Linked DNA regions of Ovis aries: region 1 is linked to region 2. A link is a contact called in public Hi-C data. All regions are on one chromosome and are shown on one strand. The core of a region is the stretch at or near the end of the contact, and the rest is flanking DNA. Distances in the headings are between cores, read along the strand shown.

Region 1 (4,151 bases), core at 988-3,487, 180 kb after region 2:
CTCCATCAACCACCAAGCCTCCTGTATTTTCAACCTCTCCCTTCCTATTGATGAGTAAAGCTGTTTCATCAGTCTATCCTCTGCCCCAACTCTGAATTTCTTTCAGAAATTGTTCTCTCCATCCAACTGTTCTCTCTCCTTCAGAGCCAAACATGTATTTAGGGACTATTTCAAAGCCACTGAGACAGTGCAGGGAATCGTGTAACACACAAACAAATCTGACAGATGTGGACACTTTGCTGTATTAACTGAGGTCTTTTCTTTATAAAAATAAAATGCATCAGGAAAAAAGCGGAAAGATGCGTCTGCACACGTCTACTTCTAGCCCTCTACTCATTTCTCAGTCCACTGCAATGTGGATTCTGCCCCCACCAATTACCTTTTAAATTTTCAATTAATTTTAGAGTTGCAAAGATAGTTCAAAGAGGTCCCCCATATAATCCAGCTTCCCCTACAGTCAGTATCTTAAAGCATGGTACAGGGAACAAAATAAAGTTGTTATAATACTTATCATTTAACTACAGACTTTATTATTCAGATTTCACCAATTTTTCCACTATGTCCCTTTTCAGTTCCAGAATACAATCCAGGATCCTACTTGCATATAATCGTCATGTCTCCTTGGTCTTCTCCAATCTGTGAGTTTCTCGGTCTTTCCTTGTCTTTCATGATGTTCACAGTTTTCAGGTGTACTGGTTACGTATTTTCAAGAAGGTCTCAATTTGTATTGGGCTGATGTTTTCTCTTGATTAGTCTGGGGTTGTGAATTTTTGCAAAGACTTCCAGAGATGAAGTAGAGTTCTCCACTGCCTCACATCAGGGGATAACTGATAACATGACTTCACCCACTGGTGTTAACCTTGACCACTTGGTTAAAGAGGTGTCTGCCAGTTTCCCCACTGTAAAAACTACTATTCTCCTTTTCCACGTTCTGTTTTAGAAGCAAGGCACCAAGTCCCTTGCACACACTCGAAGGACTGGATAATTCAAATTCTACTTGCTGGAGGAAGGAGGTATCAGAGATTTTTGTGGCTATATATTAAAATTGCCACTATAATAAATATTAGGGGGAGATACTTTGTGCAATTATTGTTTCTTCTTAAAGTTTCACCTATTTGAAGCATGTATCACCAACAATTTGAAAAATAATCTGTATCAGCCAGTAGTATCTATCAATTAGTTATTCCTTCAGTTTTGTTAAAAGCAAGAAATTGGGAAGAAATTAGAAATCAAAATATCTATTATTCCCAACCGTTCTTGTGCGTGGTGTCCCAGAGGTTTCACAGCCTGGGACAATACATTGCGTAGTCAGACTGGATTCCCCATATGACTTTCTTTTGTAAAGGGGTAGAAAAGTGGACGTGAAAGTGTTAAAAATAGGGGGAAAGGTGTATCTTTAGGCTGCTTTCTAGAAATTACGATGTAAACACTGATTTCCTGAAAGATGTCCTGGCTCTAATACTTCCAGGAGTTTGGATAGCATGGCTCCGAATGACTCCGCTCATTCCAACGACCTCACCTACCTGCACTGTCGTTGATTCCTCAAATTCTTACCTTTGGCCCATTACCTGTCCCTTTCTCTAAGGACCAAATTTCTCTATATTCATAAGTCCTCCAGCACCTTAACACTTAGGCTTCATTTTCCTCCTCTTAACGGTATTAAGCTTCTTGCAGTTTCAGGAACACAGTGCTTTCGACTTTTTCCGCCTGGAGACTCCATCCACGTCCCCTCCCCGGCGTAGATGGGGCTCTGGGATTCAGTCCAGGCGCCCACCTGTAGATGTCACTAGGAAACCTGCTCAAAGTGGCAGATCAGGAGGGCAATATACGACAACAAATTTCTGGGGCGGGAAGGCATGTTCCACCTCTAACGGTGAGAGGCGTCTGCAGAACACAACAGAGCGTCCAGGGCCTTTAGGCCGCCAGCGCTCTCAGGGTGCCTTATCTGCGCGGTGACTTGCAGGCTTGGCCACGAAAATGCGCTGCGTCCACTTTCATACGAACTGCGTCCTAGAAAAAAACCTAACAAGCCCCGACCGCGTTCCGCGGGCTGCATTTGTAGCTCTGCAGCCTCCAGGTCCCGCCCACCTCCGCCCGCCCGCCTGCCCTTAAAGCGGACTTGGAGAGAGCCTTCCCCACACAGACGGCGGACCCACCGTGAGTCCTTTGCTGTTTGAAGGTGAGCAAGCCGGCGAGCATCTCGCGCGAGAAGGAGGTAGTATTCTCGCGAGAAGTCTAGAAGGCGGCAGTGATGGCGGCGGCGGGAAGCGGACCAGGACCGGGAGTGAGCGCAGGATCCGGGCCGGCAGCGGCTGCCAATGCAACACCAGCAGAAGAAGGGGAGACGAAGCCGGCAGCAGCCGTAGCGGCTGCTCCGGCCGGAGAGGGGACGTCTGCTGCTCCAGCCTCCGCGGAGCCCGGCTCCGGAGAGGCCGAAAGCGGGTAAGGCACCCTGCGGCCCGAGGAAGACGGGGGTGGGGGGCGGGAGGCCTGTCCCTCTCGGAATCCCGTGGCTCCTGTGAGCACTCCCACCCGCCCTGCTCCGAACCTAGGCCTGGCGGCCAACGGCTCGCCCTGCCTTTACCGGGGCCTTAGTCCCGCCCGCCGCTAGACCCGTCCCCTCTGAATCGTATCTCAGGCTACGCCCCTTTGCACACCTTTCCCGGTTTCTCGGCCTCCCTCCCAGCCCTAACTCCTCCGGCAGGGGGCTGGTAGCTACCCCTACCCCTTTTTTAGCAGGAACCCTTCAAAATTCCCAGAGAGGGAAACCACTTTGTATTGCCAGGCTGGAAGGAGTGTGTCCCTCTGAAAACAGAGTGGGAGAGGTGCATCTCTGCGAACCTCCCCAGGGACCAGTTCTGTCCTCTGTAGACTTGTTTGCAAGGGCCGGTAAGGTTTCCTTGTGCCCCACGGGCTTGAGTTCATCTTGGCCGCCTTCTTCCTAATGCTGAGCATCCTGTCTGAGCATTGGCTTGGCTGAAAAAGAGTAGGGATGTGACGTTCAGCTGTACTTGGATCATCATCTTTGGGAATAGGCGTTTTCAGGTTTTCTTCTGAAATTTCTTCCATGAGTGCTCTCCTTACTTTACAGTGATGCAAACTCGGTTGATGTAAGTGGTGGCTTGGAGACAGAATCCTCTAATGGAAAAGATACACTTGTAAGTATTTCTTTTTGAGTGTTTCTACTGCACAGTCGATAGGGTTGGTTTTTTAAAGGGTCCCCCCCCCCCACCCCTTCAGTTCTTTTGTTTTCCAATGGGCTTCAACAGTTCAGACTCCTTTGCTTTGGTTCTCTCGCAGTGTGCTTCTCTGGGTGAAGCAGGCTGGCGCTTCAGTTGATCCCAAGTACATTTCAAGTACTTTTCTCTTTGACATCCTTCTTTTTCTGATCCTTTTCCTTCATACATTTCAGGAAGGTGTCTCAGCTGTTAGCGTGCTTAATATGCTCAATACACACAGAAATTCTCTTGGCAAGAATCTTGCCCTTGATTGTTTACAATGATGCTAACATGCTGGGTAACATTGTAGACTCTTCCAGTTTTGTTCTGCAGGGTATTCATTTTTGAACAGTGCCCATTTCTTTGATATCTACAAGATTACCTTTCTTGTAGATTTGCATGTATGTGGCCAAAGGAGCAGCTCTTATGTTTTCTAAAAGACCTAGAGAACATGTAGGGGTACCCTCTTCTCCCCCTTTGCACTGGTCATTTTGGCAAAGTACTGGAAGATAGCAATTCCAGGCAAAAGGGTTTTTTGGTTTTTGGTTTTTGTTTTTTTTTTTTTTGGTTTTTTAAATGAATCAAAAATACAATCAGATCAACTGACACAATTCTCTGATGGTTCTGTGGACACAGGAAGGTGCTGGGGATACTTCAGAGGTGATGGATACTCAGGCAGGCTCCGTGGATGAAGAAAATGGCCGTCAGTTGGGAGAGGTGGAGCTGCAGTGTGGAATATGTACCAAATGGTTCACAGCAGACACCTTCGGCATAGATACCTCGTGAGTATTTTTCAGAGTCTTTTGTGAGAATTGCTGTGTTAAATAGTAGATCTCAACATGTCTAACAGATGGCCCCACTCCAAGGATCGAACCCAGGTCTCCCTCACTACAGGTAAAGATACCATCTGAGCCACCGGGGAAGCCCAGTTAG
Region 2 (4,079 bases), core at 1,401-3,900:
CAGCGTAGAAGTGACCAAGCTTCAAACTCAAGGTCATTCGACACTGACTGCCTTTGCTTTCTACCATATTTGTCAGAACAAAAAGAAAAGAACACAGCTACTTATTAAATAAAAAAATTACCTTCTAACTCCAGCTCTGTCAGTTTGCTCATACTCTTTCAGCTCTAATCACACACAACGTGATCCTGCTGAGGCAGGGCTGTGGCATCTAGTCAAGCAGGCCTGAGTGGTAGAACCCAGAAGCCCCGTGCCAAAGCTGATACTTAACCCTCCTACAGCATCAGGCTGCTATGACAGCGAAGGGGTTTGAAAATGATTCAACATTCTAGAAACGTAAAATGGGATTCACCCGACCAGCGCCAGGCATAGGAGGAGAAGTCCATCCTCGTAGAATGGACTTGCTCAAAAAGAGACAGCTGGAAGTAAAAGGATTCGGGTCTGAACCCATGCCACCCCCGTGTCTCCCCCAGGCAGGTACCTGCTACAGTAGGTCTTTACTAGATCCACCAAGCACAGAGATGGCACATCCAGCCCCAGGAGCTTCACTATCTGCATGTAGGTTCCAGAAAACACATCCAGATCTGCATACAGCAGGGTGCAGATGGTCCCCATGGTCAGGGGCCAGTTACGCTGCCGGCAGGTGATTAGGACGCAGCAACCAGCCAGCACCTCCTTCTTCTGCAGCCTGGCTGTGCGGATGCCAGCGAGCTGGTGTGCCTGTTGGTAGTAGGCAACTGCCATGTCCTCAAATGTTGGTGGCAGCTGCAGCACTCGACAGAGGTCTCTCACTCGGCGAAGACCTAGGAAAACCCACGGCAGGAGTTAGAGGCATTTCCAACAATATGTTAACAGGATCAGACAACTGGATTGAGTGGGGTTTATCCCAGGGATGCAAAGATCAGTGTGATACACCACATGAACAAACTGAGAATAAGCCTGATCATTTCAATAGATGCAGAACAAGTTTTTGATAAAATGCAACATCCATTTACAATAATAATAATATCTCCAGAATGTGGGTCTAGAGGGAACAACATATAATAAATGTCATATACGACAAACTCACAGCAACATCATACTCAATGGTGAAAAGCTGAAAGCATTTCCTATAAGATTAAGAACAAGACAAAGATGCCCACACTCGTCACTTTTATTCAACATAGCTTTGGAAGGTCTAGCCATAGCAAACAGAGAGGAAAACTAAAAGGAATCTAAATTAGAAAGAAGTAAAAATGTCACTTCATATCATGTTTGCAGATGACATGATACTATACGTGAAGGAGTCAAAGGAGCTCCCAGCAAGTTCTGTTAAACTCACCTCAGATACCACATGCACAAATAATGGACCTTTCTACAATGATAAGAGTGACACTTGGTAAGGCCATTTGAAAAGCACAAAGACATTTGTGGAAAGAAGTCAACACTTCAGTGCCTCATCTTTTGGAAGTTGGTTTGATTTGTGACCAAGCTTTGACCTGGGTTCCTCGAATCTACCTCAAACATACCCAAGCAGACTTAAACCTTCCACCTAATTGCTACCTCTCTTAGAACCACCTCAATCCTTTTACCATTCTCTTCTTCTCTACCTTTACATAATAATGCTGAAAACAGAAAAAACAAGCAGACGAGCTGGACCATAAGGAGAATTTTCTTTAAAGCCACTGTGTCATAAAAGGTTGATTCTCACCTCGTTGCTGGCTTCGACTAACTTGTTCGTTTTCCCCGGTGCTTCGAGAATATGTTACTTCTGTAAGACAATGGACAAAAAATAGCTTGTTTAGTCTCTATTCACGGACCCCTGCCCTCCCACCACACAAAACCAGGGAGCAGAATCCAAATCATCAGGTATCCGCTCCCCAGCTCACAGAAGGTGCTCATCTTTGCAGGTAAAACGTCCATCTGGTTTTCTATAACCACAAGCAGTACCAAATACACAGAAAGCTTTAGAAAATTAGGACTAGCATTAAAGCAGTTCCAAGTGTTCCAAATTTCCAGCCACCCCTCCTGTACATTCAATTCAGGCAATTTTCCTGCCTGTAGATTTTGAGGGCTGCACTGGTCAGGGACTTTGAACACAAATGAAAAAAAGAAAAATAAGTTTTTGCCAATTAATTTTCAAAACTGCTTTGGGGTAGTAGTAGTTTCCACATTCACACAACACTGACCTATTGATATAATGCTTCCAAATAGGCAAATTAGGTAAATTCAGTGGAACTTTGTTTCTCTCTGTTTCATTTACTACATGTAACAGATATGGTGCTAAGAAAACAGATAATGGCAGCCCCTGATCTGAAGTTCACTCGTTCACTTTCACTGTTTTCTCCCATATCTAAGTGTGCTCAAGACAGGGAGACGGCAAGAGATAAGAAGCATCTGACGTCAATCCCTCCATCGCCCCAGGCTGTATCCATGGCCTCCGAAAAGCCCTCACAGGTACCTCGAAGGTTGCCCTCGTCACTGAAGGTGGTCGTAAGAACGCCCTCGGTGACCACGCAGCCGCAGTCGGAGCACACCAGCTGGTTCTGGGAATAGTGCGAGTCTTCCACTAGCTCAGCGGAGCCGCAATCGGGACAGCGGCCTCCACCCGGCATCGCACAAGCGGTCCAGAGCCCAAGCAGCTAACCGACCCTACCGCCCACAACAGCAACTGTGCCGAAACAGGAAGTAGGAGCGGACTCTTGTAGGGTTGCACCTTCCTCTTCCGGCCAGCGTAACAGCCGTACTGTAGGTACCTTCTCCGCGGCTTCCGGTCCGTTCCTCTGCGGACTCGGGTAGAAACGTGATCGAGGAAAGGAGGTTCCTGGTCTGGACTGTCTCTTCGGATTCCCCGCGATCTGTACTTAGTTTGAGGTTGGCCGTCTAGGCTCGGGGTTACTCTTGAGTGAGCTTTCTATCGCTGTGGACGCACGTAACAAACAAAAAACTGTTGCCAGCCACAAACAATTCTTTCTAAAGCGCCAAGGGTATCGCCGACTCTCCTTTTTCTCAATTCAGTTCAGTTCAGTCGCTCAGTCGTGTCCGACTCTTTGCGACCCCATGAATTGCAGCACGCCATGCCTCCCTGTCCATCACCAACTCCCGGAGTTCACTCGGACTCACGTCTATCGAGTCAGTGATGCCATCCAGCCGTCTCATCCTCTGTCGTCCCCTTCTCCTCCTGCCCCCAATCCCTCCCAGCATCAGTCTTTTCCAATGAGTCAACTCTTCTCATGAGGTGGCCAAAGTACTGGAGTTTCAGCTTTAGCATCATTCCTTCCAAAGAAATCCCAGGCTGATCTCCTTTAGAATGGACTGGTTGGATCTCCTTGCAGTCCAAGGGACTCTCAAGAGTCTTCTCCAACACCACAGTTCAAAAGCATCAATTCTTCAGCGCTCAGCTTTCTTCACAGTCCAACTCTCACATCCATACATGACCACAGGAAAAACCATAGCCTTGACTAGACGGACCCTTAATAAATGTTGATTCTGGCCATAGTACAAAATTTGTGGCCTAAAAGGGAGAGTAGTGTATTGAGAGAGCAGGAAATTGTGTTCTTTCCAAAGCAGCTTCCCTACAAGCACGTTGTTTCCTCTCTTTGCAGAGTGACAACCTGGGAGGCTTCCAGAGACTAGGCAAGAAATGTCTAAGGGAGTTGGAGAGAAAAACTATGGAGGTTAGTGAGGCCCTTGGCAGTCTGAAGAATTTAAGCAAATTGAGATGTTTTTAAAACCTTAAGCTTTAAGATGCTCCAAGATTCTAGCTCCGAAGTTCCTGGCATGGTATAGTATAGATCAAAGAATCAAGCAAAAATGTGCCTCTAGTAATGTTCCAGAAACCAAGCTCACAAATGAGAGATTTTGTATGTCATGTTTGAATATAACATAAGTGTCAGCAAAGAGGATGTGTTTTCTCATAAGTAAATCCCAATTGCACTCATCAAGAATAAAGGTTTTCAGGAATTCCCTGGTAGCCTAGTAGTTAGGACTTTGTGCCTTCACTGCTGAGGGCCCAGGTTCAATCCCTGGTCAGGGAACTAAGATTCCACAAGCCATGTGGTGTGGCATAAATACATAAATAAATAAATGTTTTTTAACACTTG

Evidence for each region. A called contact is a pair of places that touch in the nucleus more often than the background predicts.
Region 1: a contact with region 2 is called in a Hi-C map of skin fibroblasts, with 3 times the contacts expected there. The contact joins the promoter of ASH2L here to the promoter of BRF2 in region 2. A contact is called at or near these places in 2 of 16 Hi-C or Micro-C datasets (blood and skin fibroblasts).

What each region holds. Positions count from the first base shown.
Region 1 is chr26:32,374,733-32,378,883 of ARS-UI_Ramb_v3.0, forward strand. ASH2L (ASH2 like, histone lysine methyltransferase complex subunit) reads left to right here and starts at 2,238. Exons shown (of 12, transcript XM_060407144.1): 1 at 2,238-2,442; 2 at 3,092-3,158; 3 at 3,855-4,000. The coding sequence starts at 2,252.
Region 2 is chr26:32,199,224-32,203,302 of ARS-UI_Ramb_v3.0, forward strand. It overlaps BRF2 (BRF2 RNA polymerase III transcription initiation factor subunit), which reads right to left and starts at 2,651. Exons shown (of 4, transcript XM_004021774.6): 1 at 2,438-2,651; 2 at 1,688-1,747; 3 at 479-800. The coding sequence starts at 2,591.